2 separate regions of the Danio rerio genome follow, and region 2 is linked to region 1. Evidence: chromatin contacts called from public Hi-C data. All regions are on one chromosome and are shown on one strand. Each heading gives the region's core, a stretch centred on a gene start, on an enhancer-like site or on the middle of the called end of the contact. The rest is flanking DNA. Distances are from core to core; before and after follow the strand shown.

What was found. A called contact is a pair of places that touch in the nucleus more often than the background predicts.
Region 2: a Hi-C map of fibroblasts shows a contact between it and region 1, with 6 times the contacts expected there. The contact joins the promoter of trabd2a here to the enhancer-like site in region 1. A contact is called at or near these places in 6 of 18 Hi-C or Micro-C datasets (caudal fin, embryo, fibroblasts and 2 more) and 1 of 4 datasets of contacts at active chromatin or transcription factors (embryo).

Annotation. Positions count from the first base shown.
Region 1 is chr5:717,586-721,147 of GRCz12tu, reverse strand. It overlaps hook3 (hook microtubule-tethering protein 3), which reads right to left. Exons shown (of 23, transcript XR_012406619.1): 20 at 2,828-2,932; 21 at 2,378-2,449; 22 at 938-1,346; 23 at 1-391. Among named protein-coding and RNA genes, the nearest start is that of hook3, 45 kb to the right of the region's middle. Within about 2 kb of position 1,672, at least 6 of the 62 cell types and tissues checked have an H3K27ac peak or open chromatin away from gene starts, as enhancers often do.
Region 2 is chr5:782,032-785,562 of GRCz12tu, reverse strand. trabd2a (TraB domain containing 2A) reads left to right here and starts at 1,576. Exons shown (of 7, transcript NM_001302230.1): 1 at 1,576-1,698. The coding sequence starts at 1,576. It also overlaps a transcript of dcc not described here.

The sequences.
Region 1 (3,562 bases), core at 423-2,922:
AGCAGCGCCTCGGCTCATGACCTACAGGAAACACTGGAGCAGCTACAACCAGCCCTCACTCATTCATCTCTATATAAAGTGTAACAGTCACCGTGGATACGCTCTTCTGTCAGCCGTGATTGACATGCACAGGCTCCGCCCACTTCTGACAGCATTCTGGGACTGCAGACACACGCTGATGGGTTAGTTAGTGAGCAGCGATGGGTTAAACTCAGCAGCATGCAGCCCCGCCCCCAACGTCACAAGCCCCGCCCCTTGTCATGCAGCCCCGCCCCCTGCAGATCATGCTTTGACGTCGCTGTGAAAGAGAGAGATTGACAGCTGTCAGTCAAGAGTGTCTGCTGAGGGAAGAGCACTGCAGCCATACTGTCTAAACACACACACACACACACTCACACACACACACACACACACACACACATTACAATGCAATTTATATTAAGCAAAACGACTGACTAAGTTAAAGTAACAGCACACACACACACACACATGAACACACACACATGAACACATGGAGATGATCTGAGTGATGCTGGATAAAGCAGATATAGTAATACTGTGTGTGTGTGTGTGTGTGTGTGTGTGTTTCCAGCATCATCAGAACATCTTCATGTGTTCATCAGGAGTAAAGCAGCTGTGTGAGGAGAGTAAGCCCCTTTAAGACTAGAGTTTCATTAAAGATGAACAATAGTGAGTGTTTAAGTCAGAATACTGAAGGGGGTGGAGTCCTGCTGGCCCCGCCTGCCAATTTACATATCTTTACTCATCAAATGAGCTCATTAATTACTTAATTATTCATGAATAAAGAAGTCTGCATGTGTTCAGTCAGTTTTGAGGTGTGTGAAGTGTGAAGTGTGTTTTGATCATTGGTGTGTGTGTGTGTGTGTGTGTGAGTCTGAATTAAGGCATCAGGAATGAATCAACAACATAAACACACAATCATTGGTGGGAAAGGACAGGAAGCATCTAATACACACACACACACACACACACGCACGCACGACTCGCCTCCCTCACTGCATAGATATCTGACAGGAGCTCTACATACTGCTCAGAGAGTGTGTATGTGTGTGTGTGTGTGTGTGTGTGTGTGTGTGTGTGTGTTATTGAAGACCAATGCGGATGTGGCGAAAGCAGCGCTGATACTCTCGGTAAGACTGTAACAGGAAGAGTGGGCGGAGTCAGCGTGGTGATTGGCCGGTCCAGCAGGTGCTGCTCTACCTGGCGGCGGTCTGCTGATACGTCCGTCTGGAGCTGGTGGCCTGCCTCTGACGCGCCAGGAAAGACTGACCGGAGCCTGTGCTGGCCAGACGGTCCTCTGCTGCCTTCTTCTGGAGAGCCATACCCTGCACACGCACACACACACACACAGGTCAGTCGGTCTCTGTGATCTTCATGTTTATGACCCTGGTGTGTTCTGCTCTTAAAGAGACAGTGTCCCCTAATACGAGCGCTCTACACTCCTCAAGGAGCCTCTCTGTCTTCCTCTGAACACAACAGGAGATCATCAGCTGGACGCTGGAACACACACCTGACTGAGTTCTGCTGTGGGTGTAATGGTCTGCTTCTCCAGCGCTCAGAGAGGTGAGGAAACCCCTGAGGGAGAGGAGCTGCGCATGCCACTGCGCCTTTAACTGGACTGAGGAGCACTGCAGCGCAACAGCACCCCCTACAGACACACACACACACACACACACACACCACTGTGTGTCTTCTATTAGTGTATATTCTGTTCAACTGTGTGTGGTGTGGCGGCTCTGAGTGTGTCTGATCACAGTTTGAGACTGGAATCATGAACCCAATCTCTGCTGTATGATCAGATGGAGATTCACTGATCCCTCGTGAGTGTGAGTGTGTGTGAGTGTGTGTGTGTGTGCTTCAGCTCATCCAGCACAGCTCATGAACATCAACACACTAATGATTATAATAACTCTCACCGCATCATAACAACACCAACAGCAGCAGTGTGTGTGTGTGTGTGTGTGTGTGTGTGTGATCACAGCCAATCAGGAGCGCAGAATACTGCAGTGCGCTCACAGTGACTCTACAGGTCTATTATGAACACAGATTAAGCCTCTTAGCAGTATTAATAGGCTACAGTGAGAAGCGAGATGTGTGTGTGTGTGTGTGTGTGTGTGTGTCCCTTTGTATTAGCTGTAAAGTGCATCTCTGCTGTGTCTAGTGCACAGGAATCAGAAGGACATCACATCTGATGCGGCCCTGAGTCTGACACCTGTGCTCTGATGATTATGAGTGTGTGTGTGTGTGTGTGTGTGTGTGCGTGTGTGAGTGTGTGTGTGTGTGTGTGTGCGTGTGTGTGTGTGCGTGTGTGAGTGTGTGTGAGTCATGTGATCATGTGATCAGTGTTGATACGCACCATGTTGTACCAGGCAGACACGATGAGCTTCTCCTCCTGGTCCCGCTGAGACTTCGTCTTGTCGTATTCCTTCTGCACACACAACAGCACAGCACAGGACATGAGCAGAGTGTGTGTGTGTGTGTGATGTCATATATTGATGATGGTGTGTGTGTGATGTCATATGTTGATGATGGTGTGTGTGATGTCATATGTTGATGATGGTGTGTGTGTGTGTGTGTGTGTGTGTGATGTCATATGTGGATGATGGTGTGTGTGTGTGTGTGTGATGTCATATGTTGATGATGGTGTGTGTGTGTGTGTGATGTCATATGTTGATGATGGTGTGTGTGATGTCATATGTTGATGATGGTGTGTGTGTGTGTGTGTGTGATGTCATATGTTGATGATGGTGTGTGTGATGTCATATGTTGATGATGGTGTGTGTGTGTGTGTGTGTGTGTGTGTGACCTCGAGTGAGTGCAGCATCCTCTCGCGCTCCTGCAGCTGGTTCTTCAGAGCCTGAACCTCTGGAGCGGAGCCCTGATTCTGCTTTGGGTCCAGCGTACGAATGACCTAAACACACACACACACACCTCATCATCATCATCATCAAACAACATTAAACACACACTACATGACTTGAGTTTGTGTCTAAAATCTCTGTGGTGTTCACACTGCTTAAATGATCCACAAGAGGGCGTCACACACTACATGATCGGACAACAGCAGCTCAGTCCAGCTACCAATCACAGCCAATCACATGTTGAGGGAGGAGCCGGCGGAAAAAGCGGAACACTATTGGCTGCTGGTGTGCTGATGACATCACTGACAGTTAGTCAGCTGATGCAGGTCAGTCGCTCCTCTGCAAGAGTCAAGTGGAGAGATGCACACAGTTTTCTGACATGAGAGCGGTCAGCATGAGCAGTATGGTGTTCCAGTTCCTCTCTTATTATAGTCTACTCTCGTGTCCGTGTTAGTGCAGAATGCATCCATGCCCATTCTGGCCAATCACAGACGTTTCTGTTGACTCCGGAACACACGGCCGTTCAGCTCATGCTGATCTGCTCTCTCACTGGCTGCAGCTCAGCACTACATCAGAGCGCATGTGGGGTCGAGTCTGCCGGCTGCTCTGGAATATTCAGCATGCTAGATTCTTGATGTGTGTGTGCGAGGTGTCGGCGATGCTTCAGCGAGCCTCTTTGA
Region 2 (3,531 bases), core at 327-2,826, 65 kb before region 1:
TAATAATAACAATGATAATAATAATAATAATAATAATAACAATGATAATAATAATAATAATAATAATAATAATAATAATAACAATGATAATAATAATAATAACAATGATAATAATAACAATGATAATAATAATAATAATAATAATAATAATAATAACAACAATGATAATAATAATACTAACAATGATAATAATAACAATGATAATAATAATAATAATGATGATACTAATAATGATGATAATAATAATAAAAATAATAATATTAATAAAAACAATGATAATAATAACAATGATAATAATAATGATAATAATAATAAAATAATAATAATAATAACAATGATAATAATAACAATGATAATAATAACAATAATAATAACAATGATAATAATAATAATAGTAATAATAATAACACTGATAATAATAATAATAATAATAATAATGATAATAATAATAATGATAATAATAAAATAATAATAACAATGATGATAATAATAATTATTATAATAATGATATTGATAATAATGTTAATAATAATAATGATAATGATAACAATGATAATAATAACAATGATAATAATAATAATAAAATAATAATAATAACAATGATAATAATAATAAAATAATAATAATAACAATGATAATAATAATAATAACAATGATAATAATAATAATAATAATAATAACAATGATAATAATAATGATAATAATAATAATAATAATAATAAAATAATAATAATAACAATGATGATAATAATAATAATAATGATATTGATAATAATGATAATAATAATAATGATGATAATAATTTTATTATTATTATTAATAATAATAATAATAATAAAACAATAATAATAATATAATAACAATGATAATGATAATAATAATGATAATAAAATAATAATAATATTAATAATAATGATAATAATAAAATAATAATAATAATAATAACAATGATAATAATTATATTAATAATAATAATAATAATGATAATAATAAAATAATAATAATAATAATAACAATGATAATAATTATATTAATAATAATAATAATAATGATGATGATGATGATGATGATGATGGTGATGATAATAATAATGTCGGTATTAAAGAGCAGACGCGGCTGATGACGCAGATCAGTGAAGCGCGTTTGTTTAAAGCTCGCCGGGGGTCCGAGATGCGCAAATCACATTATTGACAAGAGTGGGGGAGGTGGAGCACACACACACACACACACACTCACTCACTCACTCACGCGCAGGACCTGTTGAGCTGAGAGCCGGAGCCGCGGAGACTTTCTGAACTCCAGCGGGAGATCTGAGGAGAAAACCAAACTAAACTCCAGCGTGTGTTCCGAGAGCGTGTGTCCGTGTGAGTGTGCGCGAGTCTCCGGCATGAGTGTGTGTGTTTGAGTGGTCCTCGGGTCAGTGGTGTCCGCTGATGGAGCCCGGAGCCCCGCTCCTCCTGCAGCCGCTCCGCAGCTCCTGCATCCCCGCGGGCCCGGATGGCTGAAGCGGCGGGCGGGATTTACTCTACTGCACCGTGCTCTACTCTACATTATGCGGACGATTAGTGAATGACGATGACGATGATGACGATGATGATGGTCAGCTGGAGCGCTTTTCTGCAGATCTGCTGGATACTCATGGTGAGAGCAAACCAGTTCAACCCCGGAGAGCCGAGCGGCTGCCGGACCAACACTCCAGTAAGAGCTCTACTCCCAACAACACACACACACACACACACACACACACACACACACACACACAGAGAGAAATAAACATGCAGAACTGCTAAGTTGCGTGCTCTCTAAAACAAAAGTTTGGTTCTTGTAATCCAGCGTTGGGTCAAACGTGTAACCCAACTGTTGGGTTAAAATATATTTTAAATTTAATTGAAAATAATAATTTTTGGTTTGTCCATTTTTGACACACAATAACGCAGCGCTTATAGGAGTGTGTTCTGACATGTCAAATCCAGCCTCAGTGGTGTGGGCAGCTCTCTGATGTGCAGATGTAGATGATGATGATGATGATGGGACAGGTTATTTATTTGTAATATTTTCTCCGGGGCTGTTTTAGCATATGTTAAACAATGTTTTGTATAGTAACTCATTTCTTGAAAATACACTAAATTAAGCACAGTGGTTGATGTTTGACCACAGCTCGGATATTTCCACAGTGCATGATGACAGCTGATCATATTCACAGGTGATTTTACAACACAGCAGTGTTCAGCTTAAAGCAGCATTTACAGGCTTCACTGGCGTGATCAGGCGAGGGATTGAGCAACAGTGGTTTGTTTCTGAGGGGCTTCATAATATTGAGCACAGCCGTTTCTCCATTTCTTTTACTCCAGCCACAATAAAGACAGAAATAAAGACAGAAAATAAGACTTTCTCCAGAACGAGAACACCAAATACAGGAAACATATCCTCACTGTGCAGCGGGGGACTGTCTGACGAATACTGACGACTGTAGTCTTCAGCTGTGTGTGTGTAGTCTGGCAGATAAGCGTGTGTTCAGAGCTGTATCGGTCACTCATAGAGCAGTAGAGTAGTGCTGTACTGAGCGCTCCGGCCCGTCTCCAGCAGGTTCAGTCTCTGTCTTGAGCAGGCATCTGTTCAGACGCGTCTTCAGTGTCAGACTCTTCTGCTGGATGCGGATTCACCTTCTGCTGGACTAATTAGGCATTAACCGTCAGCTGAGGACATTATCCACCTCTGAATAAACGTCCACACCACATCTGCTCATAACACTACAGTCATTTACACTCAATACTACAGTGTTCCTGCAGCCCGTACTATAGTAGGTGTAGTGCTTTATACGGTCTCTTTCTTATAAATGTTACACATGTATTGCCGAAGTAGTTATAGAGTTTAAATATATAAAATGAATAATAATTAAATAAAATAATAATAATAATAATATTAATAATAATTAAATAAAATAATAATAATAATAATAATAATAATTGAATTAAAAAAATTATAATAATTAAAAAATTTAAAATAATAATAATTAATAATAATAATAATAATAATAATTAAATAAAAAATAATAAATTAATTAATTAAAATAATAATAATAATTTTAAAAAATAAAATCATAATAATAATAATTAAATAAAAAAATTATAATTATTAAATAAAATAATAATAATAATAATAATTAAATAAAAAAGAACATACATATATAAAAAAAAAACACAGTACACACAATAGATAGTAGTAAAATAATAATACTAATGATAATAATAACAATAATATATATAATTAAATACAATATAAATAATATATTTATGGTGGCTTGAGAAAGCCAAAACACTGTTATACCACATAAACTTATTATTTCTTCCGTCACCTTCTTCTTCTTCTGAGACTGATATGCATCTCTTTCTAGATCGTTCATACTACAACCACCACACTTACTCCAGACCTCCAAACAACTCTGACTCGGATTGCTTTATCTTTCCCAACTAATCTGACTTACGGTTTTCCGAAAACTGACCCGGATAATTCAGAGTAGTCTTAATGTTG